Regions from separate parts of the Mus musculus genome. Here region 2 is linked to region 1. Evidence: chromatin contacts called from public promoter capture Hi-C data. All regions are on one chromosome and are shown on one strand. The core of a region is the stretch at or near the end of the contact, and the rest is flanking DNA. Distances in the headings are between cores, read along the strand shown.

Region 1 (5,629 bases), core at 2,053-4,552:
CTGATGACACAAAATAGATAAAATGGGCTAATTTGTTTTCACATTGTTTTCGCTGAGCTTTCAAAAATATGTTTTTTGACTCCAAGTTATACTGAATTCCATTTCTTCAAAACTGGAGATCATAGGAACAAGAGCTCTTCCTTAAGCTTTTGATATGTGCAATTTGTTTCTCTGATCGCTCTCATTAAAGTTATCTCCCTCCCAGTGTTTACAAAAAGGCTACAAATACCAATCACAGAGAACAGTAAAACACAGAACTGTGGGTTTCTCACATTTTGAAGAAGTTGAGTCAGGAAATTTAAATTAGGAAAACCTAATTTGGCCTATATGCAGAATCCAGGTTCCATTTCACAGTACCTTCCTAAGTAACTTTCCCATTTAGCAAATGCCAGATATGGAAGATTTAATATAGATCTTCATCGACTCTCAATCTATGTACAAAACACAAAACAAATTGAAAATATCACAAGGTACAACTGTATCTCACAAATTATTTTTAGTTCCTTCTGAGGGCTGCAGCTCACTATTCCTGCCTAGCATTCTGGGAACGTATCAGATCACGTGACTGGCCTGGATAAATATACAGTACTGAACTTCATAGAAAATGAACAGACTATGTTTTGGACTATATATGTACACACACACACACATACTCAATAACCATTAGTGGAGAAAAAAGAAGCTACAAATTTAGAGGAGAGTGGGCAGGGGTGTGTGTCAGAGTTGGGAGAAAGGAAAGGGAAGGAAGAAATATTGCAAGTATATCACAATCTCGAAATTAAAAATAAAGCTACAGTTTCTAATGAATACATATCACTTTCACACTGAAATATAATGTCTGAAAACTATGCCATCATTAGTTATAGGAAAGCTGTAATTCCCTTCTGATATGTGTAGAGCGTCTATTTCATTTCCAACATTGATGAGAAGCATGGGTATTCAAGACAGGGCTTCTTCGTGTAGCCCTAGAATTCCCTGAACTAGCACAAGGCTAGCCTTGAAATTAGCAATCTGCCTCTGCCTGGCAAGGACTGGGATTACAGGAATATACCACCAACACCACCAACACCCTGTTGAAAAAGAGAACAATAAGCCATATTTTGACTTATTAGGAGGAAACTGAAAATGCCCAGCATTTTTACTTTGATTTTCCTTGCTTACCCTCTTAACATCGTTGCAGTAACTCTGTAGTGATAGTTTAAGTAAGGAGTCTTTCAAAGTCTTACATGGTTTGTAACTTTAATAGAATATAACACACAGCGTGCCACCTGTAAGCAAGCTCTTCTTTTGGAGCACAGCTGGAATCACTTGAGCCTCTCAGGCCTATCTATGTTACTTGAGTTCCCTTTAAAACCACCTTGATTAGTTGACCTGATATACTTCCATACTATAAGTCCGATGGAAAAGAGGGTGGCAAAATTTTTATGGAATATTATTTTTAATTGAATGTGCCCTCTTAAAAGAACAATTTAATTGAGATTTAATAACTCTATAAAAGATAAATCTAGCTGCCATGTAATAAACAGTAATTAATTAGTTAATATCAATTAAATACTAAAAATATTAATTTACATTTTATGTCTAACTACTGTAATTCGCTATAGCTATCTTATTAAATGCTAATTAAATTCCTAAATATTCTTACAAATTTAATGCATTAATAACAAGAACGTAAGTACATATTTACTATATCTGCACTTCTGAGTTCATTACATGGCACTGAGATTTATCTCTTTTGCAGTAATTAAATATACTAAGCAAACCTCAGTAACTTTTCCTAACACAGACCATCACTGTTTTATTAATTTCAAATTAAATGCTCATTTCAGGTTTTTAATCTACAGCTGCCCCAAACAATTTTCTACGGGCAGAGCAAAGGTTATTGTGTGTTTAATTAAAGTTTATTTTCTTAAACTTTGGGTGCGAGATTTCTAAATATGACTCATGCTTTCTCAGAATAGCTGGTAGTAACCTTTTGATAACAATATTCATTAACATTTTTCTCTATATGTCATGTTCTTCTTCTGTGTTATCTTCATTCTCTGTTTAACTGAGTCTATAACTCTTAGGAGTTTTTGTCTTTCTGTTTGTGTCAAACCAGCAAAGATATTCCTTTCCTTCTTCATCATTAAAAGATAGAGTTATTAATAGCATCACAGAGAGACAGAGAGAGAGAGAGACAGAGAGAGAGAGAGACAGAGAGAGTCACAGAGAGAGAGAGACAGAGAGAGAGAGAGCAGAAAAGCATCCCATATGATATTTGTAAGCAAAGTGAGACCAGCTGGAAAAGCTGCGAGAGGAAGCAGCCTCTGCCAGGGTTCCAGCCTCAGGATGATTTCCCAAAGACGAAGGGAAAATACAGTCCTTGCATGTATCAGATGATTTAGAATCTTCAGTGCTTCCAGATATGATGGGGGACGTCATAAAGACAGGAGGCTGCTGTGCAGCAAGGAAAGCACATTAGCTATTAACCTTCCCCCAGCCGATCAACTTTATTTTGCAATCTTCCCTCAGAACCATTAGAATACCCTGAAGAAATAACTTTCCAATTAAAAAGGATCTCAGAGAACAAAGCCATTTTATCTCTGACTCCTGGTGTTCTTTATTCCAATAATTTAAATTGGAATTGATTTTTCAATTTAGCCGTTGACTTGCTATGGACACATAGCAGAAAAGGCCGAACAGAATTGCATGGCTGAAATATTTGTCTTTGTGATGTACTTCTCATAAATTCACAGGACTCCCCCTCCCTTGAAATGTATTTTCTTTGGCTGCCTTGCCTTAGACAACAGCTTTTTAGCACAGCATGGGCAAACTGAGAAAAACACGTCCACCATGATCTCAGAGATCTCACCCTCATTCCTTATAGATTTGTCTAATTGCTAAATCCTCTGGAAAATAAATAAAACAAGCTTATCAAATAATAGGCATTCTTGAAGCCCCACTATGTCTGCTAATTTTTCAGTAAGATTTAATTTATTTAAAAAGTAGATTCCTTTTCAATATATTTTTGATTCAAAAATATGCTTTAAAAGATATTGGATTTCTCCATAAATTCGGTAATTATTGATAGCTAAAAATATTATATTTCAATTAACACTTAATTAAATACTTCAAATGCTAAATTGCACTTTATTATTCTTTTTATGTTTGATAGTAAAGGGGCAACCAATAATTACTTCAGCATTTGGTAACAGTTCCAGCCTCTTGTCTGAAAATTTCTGACTGTTTACTCTGTGACCTTAGAAGAAATGCCACAGCCTTTGTCAGGGCCCCTTCCTGTTTCCTCACCCTGTCACTCCAGCAGGTGTCCCTACTTTCCTTTGTTTCAAAGCTCAGTCCCTCTTCTGAGATCATTACTGATGTGAATTGCAGGCTTGAAAGGAAATCCTGAGCTCATAACATTGTTTAACGTTTACTAAACATTGCATTGCTTAGTATTCAGACCCCATGAGGCTTTTGCTGTTCATTGTCTCTTAGATGATTGTCTGAAGGCATAACCTCAGAACCTGTCCTTGAAAAGTAAGTAGGAAAAAAAAAAAGAAAGAAAGAAAGAAAGAAAGAAAGAAAGAAAGAAAGAAAGAAAGAAAGAAAGAAAGAAAGAAAGAAAGAGAAAAAAATAAAAAGGAAAGAGGGGAAAAAAGAGGAAGAAAGCTCTCTTACCAAACCAAGAACAAAGGAGAACATGGAACCAACTAGAAAGTGCCTCATAGCAGGAATTTAGGACTAGGATTTTCAGGGCTAACATGGTTAACTGGCTGCAAGCATGGGGATATGAGTTGAGATGTCCAGCATCCTTTATATTGTGAGGAGGATCCTGAGCGAGCTTCTTTCGAGCCAGACAAATCATTGTAAGTGACAACTTTTCTGGAAAACTGAAGATAGCGATCAGCAGGTATAATATGCATGTATGAAACTGTCAAGGAACAATTTAATTCATACTAAAATAATAATTTAGCAAATAACTAATCATCATGAATATTTTGGATGTCTTAAAAATACACTGCCTGTTCTTTCATCCCATTGATTTGGGCTTACACTAAAATATGAATATGATCTCTAATCTTAACATTGTTGATTCGTTGCCAGTTCCTTGAGTGTTGTTTAATTTCTTATAAATGTACTTAGGCAGAAAAAGATTTTCAAAGCTAAGGTAAACCAAGTGAACAGTAGAGGGTAGCTAACTCGGACCTCTAGCCTCATGCCTGACTCTGACTTCTGACCTCCGGAGGCACACAGGCACACAGACACACACAAGCACACACTACACAAACACCACGCAAACACACACACACACACACACACACACACACACACACACACACACACACACACTATGATTTGCTACTCCACTTTTTATGCAAAACAGTGTTAGGAATCTAGTTGGTATTCAAAAATCTGCTGACTCTATGAATTATCCTGAAGTTTCCATCTGATTTTCTTCTCCGTAGCCAGTTATAAATTAATGCAGTGAAAAAAAATACTTCTAGTAAATATGATAAATGTACTTCTGTACTTACTACTGTAGCAAGTAAGTAGATATAAGCTCCAACTACACATTTCTGTTATAGAAGCCTGGCGGTTTGGCACTAGTCCTTCACTTCCAGATGTTGTATGATCTATATTTAAAAATGATTAAAATAATCTGTGTCATGTGCCATGAGAGATCATGTGGCTAGGAGAAGCATGCATTCTTTTCTAAGCAACATAGGAATTATAAGAAATGCTTTTGCAGCAGTAGCTTGTGAGACATTGAAAGAGAACTCTTGTGTGTGTTTGACACCTCTCTAATCACCAGAAAATACACTCAACAAAAATTCCTATCTTCTTGTACCCTGCAATCTTAAAAAACAAACAAACCATGTTAAAAATAAGTTAAGAGGTCAAAAAATATGCACTGGGGGCTGGAGAGATGGCTCAGCAGTTAAGAGCACTTCTAGAGGTCCTGAGTTCAATTCCCAAGGATGTGGTGACTCAAAACCATCTGTAATGGGATCTGATGCCCTCTTCTGGTGGGTCTGAGGAAAGCAACAGTGTACTCACATAAAATAAATACATAAATCTTTTTAAAAAAATGCATTGGAATGAAATGTGAGACCGCTAGCTAGAGTAGCAAATTGGTGAGGACTCAGAGCAGAAGGTGGGTGGTTAGAAGAAGGATGCTTAGAAAAATTCACTAAGAAACTAGCTGTTTACAGGGGTGGATATTGTGATGTAAGTGCTTTCCAAGAAAGAGCAGATTGTAAAAAGTTCTAGTCCAAGAGTGTGCTCAGGGGATTTGACAGCAAGTAGCCAGTGTGGTATAAATAAGCCTGGGAGACCTTAGGTTCCAAAGGGCTTTGTCGTGCACTGCAGGGACAATGGCTGTTATCCTATCAGAGAGAGACCCATTGACAGTTTCTCCTGTATCATTCCCATCTTACTTTAAATGAACAGAAAGTTCTTGTTGCCAGACCTGTTTTAACACCCCCGCCCCATCCCCAGCCTCTGGGTGAAGGGTCATGGTGATTTTTTTAAACAAAGCTTTCATCTTCAGACCTCATATTATAGACTCTAGAGACAGTATCTTTTATTTTTCTTTCTTTTTTCCCTCTTGGCCCAAAACATTTTCTTTGTCCAGCTGCAATAC
Region 2 (5,629 bases), core at 1,912-4,411, 570 kb after region 1:
CAGTATGGACTGTTGTCTACTCTGTGCACTGAAAACTGGAAATCATGAAGGCTACATCTTAATCATTGGGGATATCATAAGTACATACTAAAAGTACAACTTCAATTTTTCAATCATTTTGTTTATATGCTTTTTATTATTTCATATACTCTATGCCATATACTCTATGCCTATATTCCACACCATATACTTCATCCATATACTTATGTAACAGAATTCACAAAAGAGATTAGTCTTTAAAATATATACAGAAAAATGCAGTTTACCAGATATTATTATTTATATTTTACCTTCAGCTACCTCAAAATCCAGATGATATATAATGATGTAGCCATTGTTGCTCAAGAACTATGTGTGTATAGATTACCTCAGATACATGCCTCTGCCTATAGTTAATCAACACCCTACTCATTATTCAATTTTATGACAATAGAACATACTTATAAAATTACAAAATATTTGACAAGGTCTGCTTCAAATCCTTATGATAAACAGACTTGAAACTAGTTCTAAATTTCCCTATTCCTCAGATTTCTCTTAATAAAATGTAAAATTCACTTCTATAGGTTGTTTATAGCATGAGATTACAAAAATAAAAGGTTATTATTAACTTTTTTTTCCCCCAGAGCTGAGGACCGAACCCAGGGCCTTGTGCTTGCTAGGCAAGCGTTCTACCACTGAGCTAAATCCCCAACCCCAAAGGTTATTATTTAATCAGTAACTAAAGTTCACTGATTTAAATAATTTTTATAATTAAAGTTCACCTTGCAAGTATGTTGCTCTGGACCACAGAGTTTGTTCTTTCTCACCACTGTATATTCATATTCGTCCCAAGCTATTTCCCCACCAACTTTGGAAAGGTTCCTTCCTCTCATAGCATCTTAGTTATCTCATCTGGGAAGTAAAGAAAATAATAATTACCCAATAAATGTACTGAGCTGATTGCTGCTCAGATTTTCACATTTAAGTGAATATTGAACACTCTCTTTCTGGACAACCACCTAGCCATTTTGTGTCCCCTAATAATATTTTCCTCTCTGCAGTGGTTTACAAACAGTTCAAAGGCCTGGGGACATTTTCATCTGGGATAGCAGTGACCAGAACAACTTTTCCTCAGAATGAGATTCTACAAATGCCTTTAGGAGATGAGAAATAGTAGTAACATGTGCCACTCTCCTCGGTTAACATAATTTAACAAAATTTCTCACAAGAATGTTTTTAAAATATATTTACTTAAAGTAATATTAGAAAGTTTTCAGGGGGAGATTTGTATACAGAAAGTAGTGCACAAATGCATTTTTGATGATTTGATTTTGTTTTCAATCGCATGTTGTTATGAAATTCTAAAGTTATCATAAGAAAGTTGATCAGGAACCTTACTTCTATTGAAAAGAATGTATTAAAAACACACTAAGAATTCCTCCTCATTATCATAAACATTAAGGAAAGACCTGTCATTAGCCTTCCATAAAATGGGTTATTTGTTTTTCAGTAGAAATGCATATTGGGATAAAGCACAGCTCTTATGACACGGACTAGAGAATTCTCCAGAAGAGTGATGCACTTGTTGCTAAGACAACCCACGAAACATTCAGATTTATGGAACATTAGACCAATAACCCTAAGGTCCTAACTCTGCAGTGGGGTAAGTAAATTTAAATGCTTCAAGTTTCATGGATTGCTTATAGCTTGCCTTGATCTTAAGGAAACTAATGAGAAGAAATAACACAAACATTGTCGTTTGGAAAATTTTACTCATGTATTTTTAATTTTATCTCTTGAGGAAACTTTTAAAAGTTTATCTAATTAGCAAAGTCCAAATAAAATTGTCAAAGAAATCTAAATCAGTTCAAGGCGAGGAAACAGAGGAGAAGAGTATTTGAACTCTACTCTGCACTCACAGACTCAAACACTAGCCTAAATAAGATCCATTATTTTAAGAGTCACTAAAAAGAACGATAAGAAAAAAAATGGGAACAATATTTATTCACATAGGTTACAAAACTAAATAGATGTCCATAAATAAGCTCTCGTTCCCATGATGCCAGTATAGCACACTTTACTTGGTTGACTTTAGCATTAAGAAAACTTAAAGAAGGTAATTAAAGTTCAATATTGATTTTCTAATATTAATTATCATTTCTTCAAATGTTTGTTTTAAAAACAGTTTTGCTCTACATTGTAATAAATGATTTTAGTGATGAAAGTTGCCTTCAAAAGTGTGATGGAAAAGAATTTGTGTAGGGTACTGTACAAATTGAGATACTGTGAGAATGTTGACAACGAGTATCTTCAAACTTCATCTATACATATATTGCAAATTATTTTTATCAAAATTAACCTGATTTCAACTGTTACTCAAATTTGAAATTCTGCTGCTTGTTTTAAATTTTTATCGATAATTGATAAGTTGATTTGAAATAATTTTAAATGGTATTAGCATTAAGATACTTTCTCTACAAAGTGTTGGGAAATACAGATTTTCTGAAATATAAGGGGTTTTGTGACGACAATGATATAAGTTATGTATGAATATAGTTAATCAATGAAAACAAAATATATTAAAGTATCAACAATAATGCAGTGATTTAACTGCTTTCATGGATGTTAAGTCAATAAACTTCTGAAGAATCATATATATTTAACCAAAAAAATAGATTTCTTGCATGTAAATGACCACATTTTAAACAAAAGTTATCTCCCAGACTTTTTAATCTTTGCTACATTTTACATATTGTACTTTCAAATTCATATCTCTGTGTTGACATATTTCAAATAAAGAAAGGGACTGTTGTTATTCTTTCTATGCTGTTTTCATTCAATTAACTCTACCATTTTATTTTTTTCTAAGCAAACAAGATGGCAGTTTACTCAGAGTAAGCCCGTAATAACATATATCGGCTAGAGTTGAACAAACACCTTTGCTCATGCAACGCCTTTTAAAATCAAACAGCTTTTAATAAAAGCAAACACACACGTAAATAGTGTTTCCCTTTGGAATTTGACTGTTAACAGAAAAATGATAAAAACATAAAAATGGTTTAAATTTGTACGGAAGTTAAATAGTTCAGGAAATGTTTTATTAACTGATAGCACGGGAGCAGGGTTTTGTTCTTTGCATGATACAGCAATGAAAGACTGAAACGTGTGCTATGTGGCTTTTGTCAAAGTTCTTCCTAACTGTATGAGCGTTTCACAAGGTTGTTGAAAACCACATTCTTATCAAGCACTCACAAAAGTAAAATTCTGTTTCAATATCTATTTTTTCTTAGATACATGCAGAATTTGAAAGGAGAACAAAAAAGTTCATATAGTTTTAAAATGGGAAAGTGGTTTGTACTTCTAGTAAATTATAACAGACATTCAGAGGAAGTAAAATTGAAACCAGAAATAGATACTTTTACTCTTTTGATATTAGTGTTTGATAACTTGATATATGTATATATATATATATATATAATGTTTTGATAGCAATATAAAATATAAACAAATAGCTATCATCTCCAAGTTAATATCACACAAGAGTATGTTTTCATCATTTAGATACAATTTATGATACATAATCAAATTTCTAAGAAAAATCAAATTTGAAGTGTTTGGAATTGCACATCTAAACTGACTTTGCTAATTTTATGAACTTCCAGTTTTGTATTAGTTAATGCAAATTGAACACAGACTTAGCATACAGGCCATTTGACCTGATATAGGTGATAAGATTGAAGAAGACTGGGATGGTGTGCTGTTTCACTGGGACACAGGATTTTTTTCCTGTACTAGCTGTGTAGAAAGTTAGTTTTTTTTTTTTCACAAATCTACCTTTCTCTCTGTAACTTGGGAATTTTAACTGTAGACTTGGTTTGTTTTTCATATCTTATAGAACTTTATGTTTGGACATGAATGACATTTAATATTAAATCATATTAAATATTTCTGAAACAAATATTCCCTGGTTATCGAATAGCATTACCTGGTTCTATTGGTGTAAAAAAACTTGATATATTTATTTTTTATAATATGTAATCAGATGAGAAAATATATTTATAATATATGCTATGACAAGTCTGCTTCTGATTTTTAGATTCTAAAATATCACATGTAAAATGTAAATTAATATAGTTTTGTCAGCATGGTATCATTTAGCAGGAAGAATCATTAATAATCCTTAAAAGTAAAGTGTGTAATTTAGTGTGATGTCAGGATACACAGTGAGAGGGAAATATATTTAACACAAAATAGAATACAAAATTGCAAGCTTACAATATTAAACAGTTCACAAAATTAGTTCTTGGATATGACATTATACACCATCAGGAAAAGGTAATAACATAATTAAGGGTGTTTGACATAATGTTGCCTGTGTACATGCAGCATACCACACACACTGACATGAGAATTGTCATTTAACAACGGGAACAACATGTTTAAACTCTATTTGAGTGGTACATTGAAAGAAAATTTAAGGTTTTCACATTGATTTCTTTAAGAAAAAAACTATTTCTGAAATTTCTGAAACACAGATGGGCATTTTTACCACACTGCCTGCCCTCATTTCTCTCTAGAAAAAAAAAGACTCGATTAAACCTATGCACTATGTTCTGGATCTCCAAGCTACAATTTATCTCATGTGCACATCTATGGCTATCCTGTTTGCATATCACTTTCTGCCTTTCTGACTTAAGGCATTAGTTTATAGATACTGGGACATTTTATAATTCATTGACCTATAAATATCCGCATTATTGACAGTTACAATGAAATAATGTATGCCTATGAGAAGTCATAAAATTCCTTTCTACTGTTTAAATCGGTTGAGTAATATGGTTCTTGTCTTTGAATGTATATGGTGATGGCGGAAGTTATAACAATCATTTACCTGAAGAGAACTGTTTCTGCATAGTTTATGCAAATTTTACTACTGGATTTCCTACTCAATACATTTCAAGTAATATATTGTGCATTTGGTATTGGTTAGTCTAAGCAAGCATATTGATGTGTCATAGGCCTATAAAATAGTGGCACAAATGAAGGTGTTTTGAGGCAAAAGGCACAAAAAGATCATTTAAATTTTTTTTGCTAACTAGTTTTATTATTTTTCTTGTAGTTATTTAAATATTAAAGCAAAAGATATAGATAATTTTATAAATTTTGATATTCTTTTACAAATATTAAAGAATGTAATATATGAATACATGACTAAGAATGGTAGAAGGTATGCTAATATAGGGTAAAAATATTACATTCAAATAGGTTGAAATCATATAAATATAAAAATATACTATAATGTTCTTTACATTTTATTATACAATATTTATTAGATAACATGTACTAGACCTTAATATAAGACAGACATTCTTCTATGTCCTGAGGACATGCATGTTAGACAAAATGACAATAACCTAAGTCTTCATAGAGCTCATATTCAATAATAAATTGCTATCAAAATTTAGTTCATTATTATGGTAGGCTATTAAATGTGATACTTTGTTATATATTATATATAATATAAATGTTATAAATTAGGTAGATAAATTAAATTTTATCTTTAAGATGACATGAAAATATACTAACTGTTACCTAATTTTCATGAGCACTTTTGCAAACCCATTATGTATATATGTATACAGCCTAT

The links. Promoter capture Hi-C pulls out the DNA fragments that hold promoters and counts their contacts.
Region 2: a contact with region 1 is called in a promoter capture Hi-C map of the HPC-7 cell line. The contact joins two enhancer-like sites. A contact is called at or near these places in 2 of 39 promoter capture datasets (the HPC-7 cell line and embryonic stem cells) and 3 of 484 Hi-C or Micro-C datasets (LSK cells, embryonic fibroblasts and pre-megakaryocyte-erythroid progenitors).

The regions. Positions count from the first base shown.
Region 1 is chr14:97,557,459-97,563,087 of GRCm38.p6, reverse strand. No RefSeq gene overlaps it. Among named protein-coding and RNA genes, the nearest start is that of Gm23276, 220 kb to the right of the region's middle. Within about 2 kb of position 3,302, at least 22 of the 459 cell types and tissues checked have an H3K27ac peak or open chromatin away from gene starts, as enhancers often do. A contact at or near this core is called in the HPC-7 cell line, where this site is marked.
Region 2 is chr14:96,988,258-96,993,886 of GRCm38.p6, reverse strand. No RefSeq gene overlaps it. Among named protein-coding and RNA genes, the nearest start is that of Gm33525, 62 kb to the left of the region's middle. Within about 2 kb of position 3,161, at least 18 of the 459 cell types and tissues checked have an H3K27ac peak or open chromatin away from gene starts, as enhancers often do. A contact at or near this core is called in the HPC-7 cell line, where this site is marked.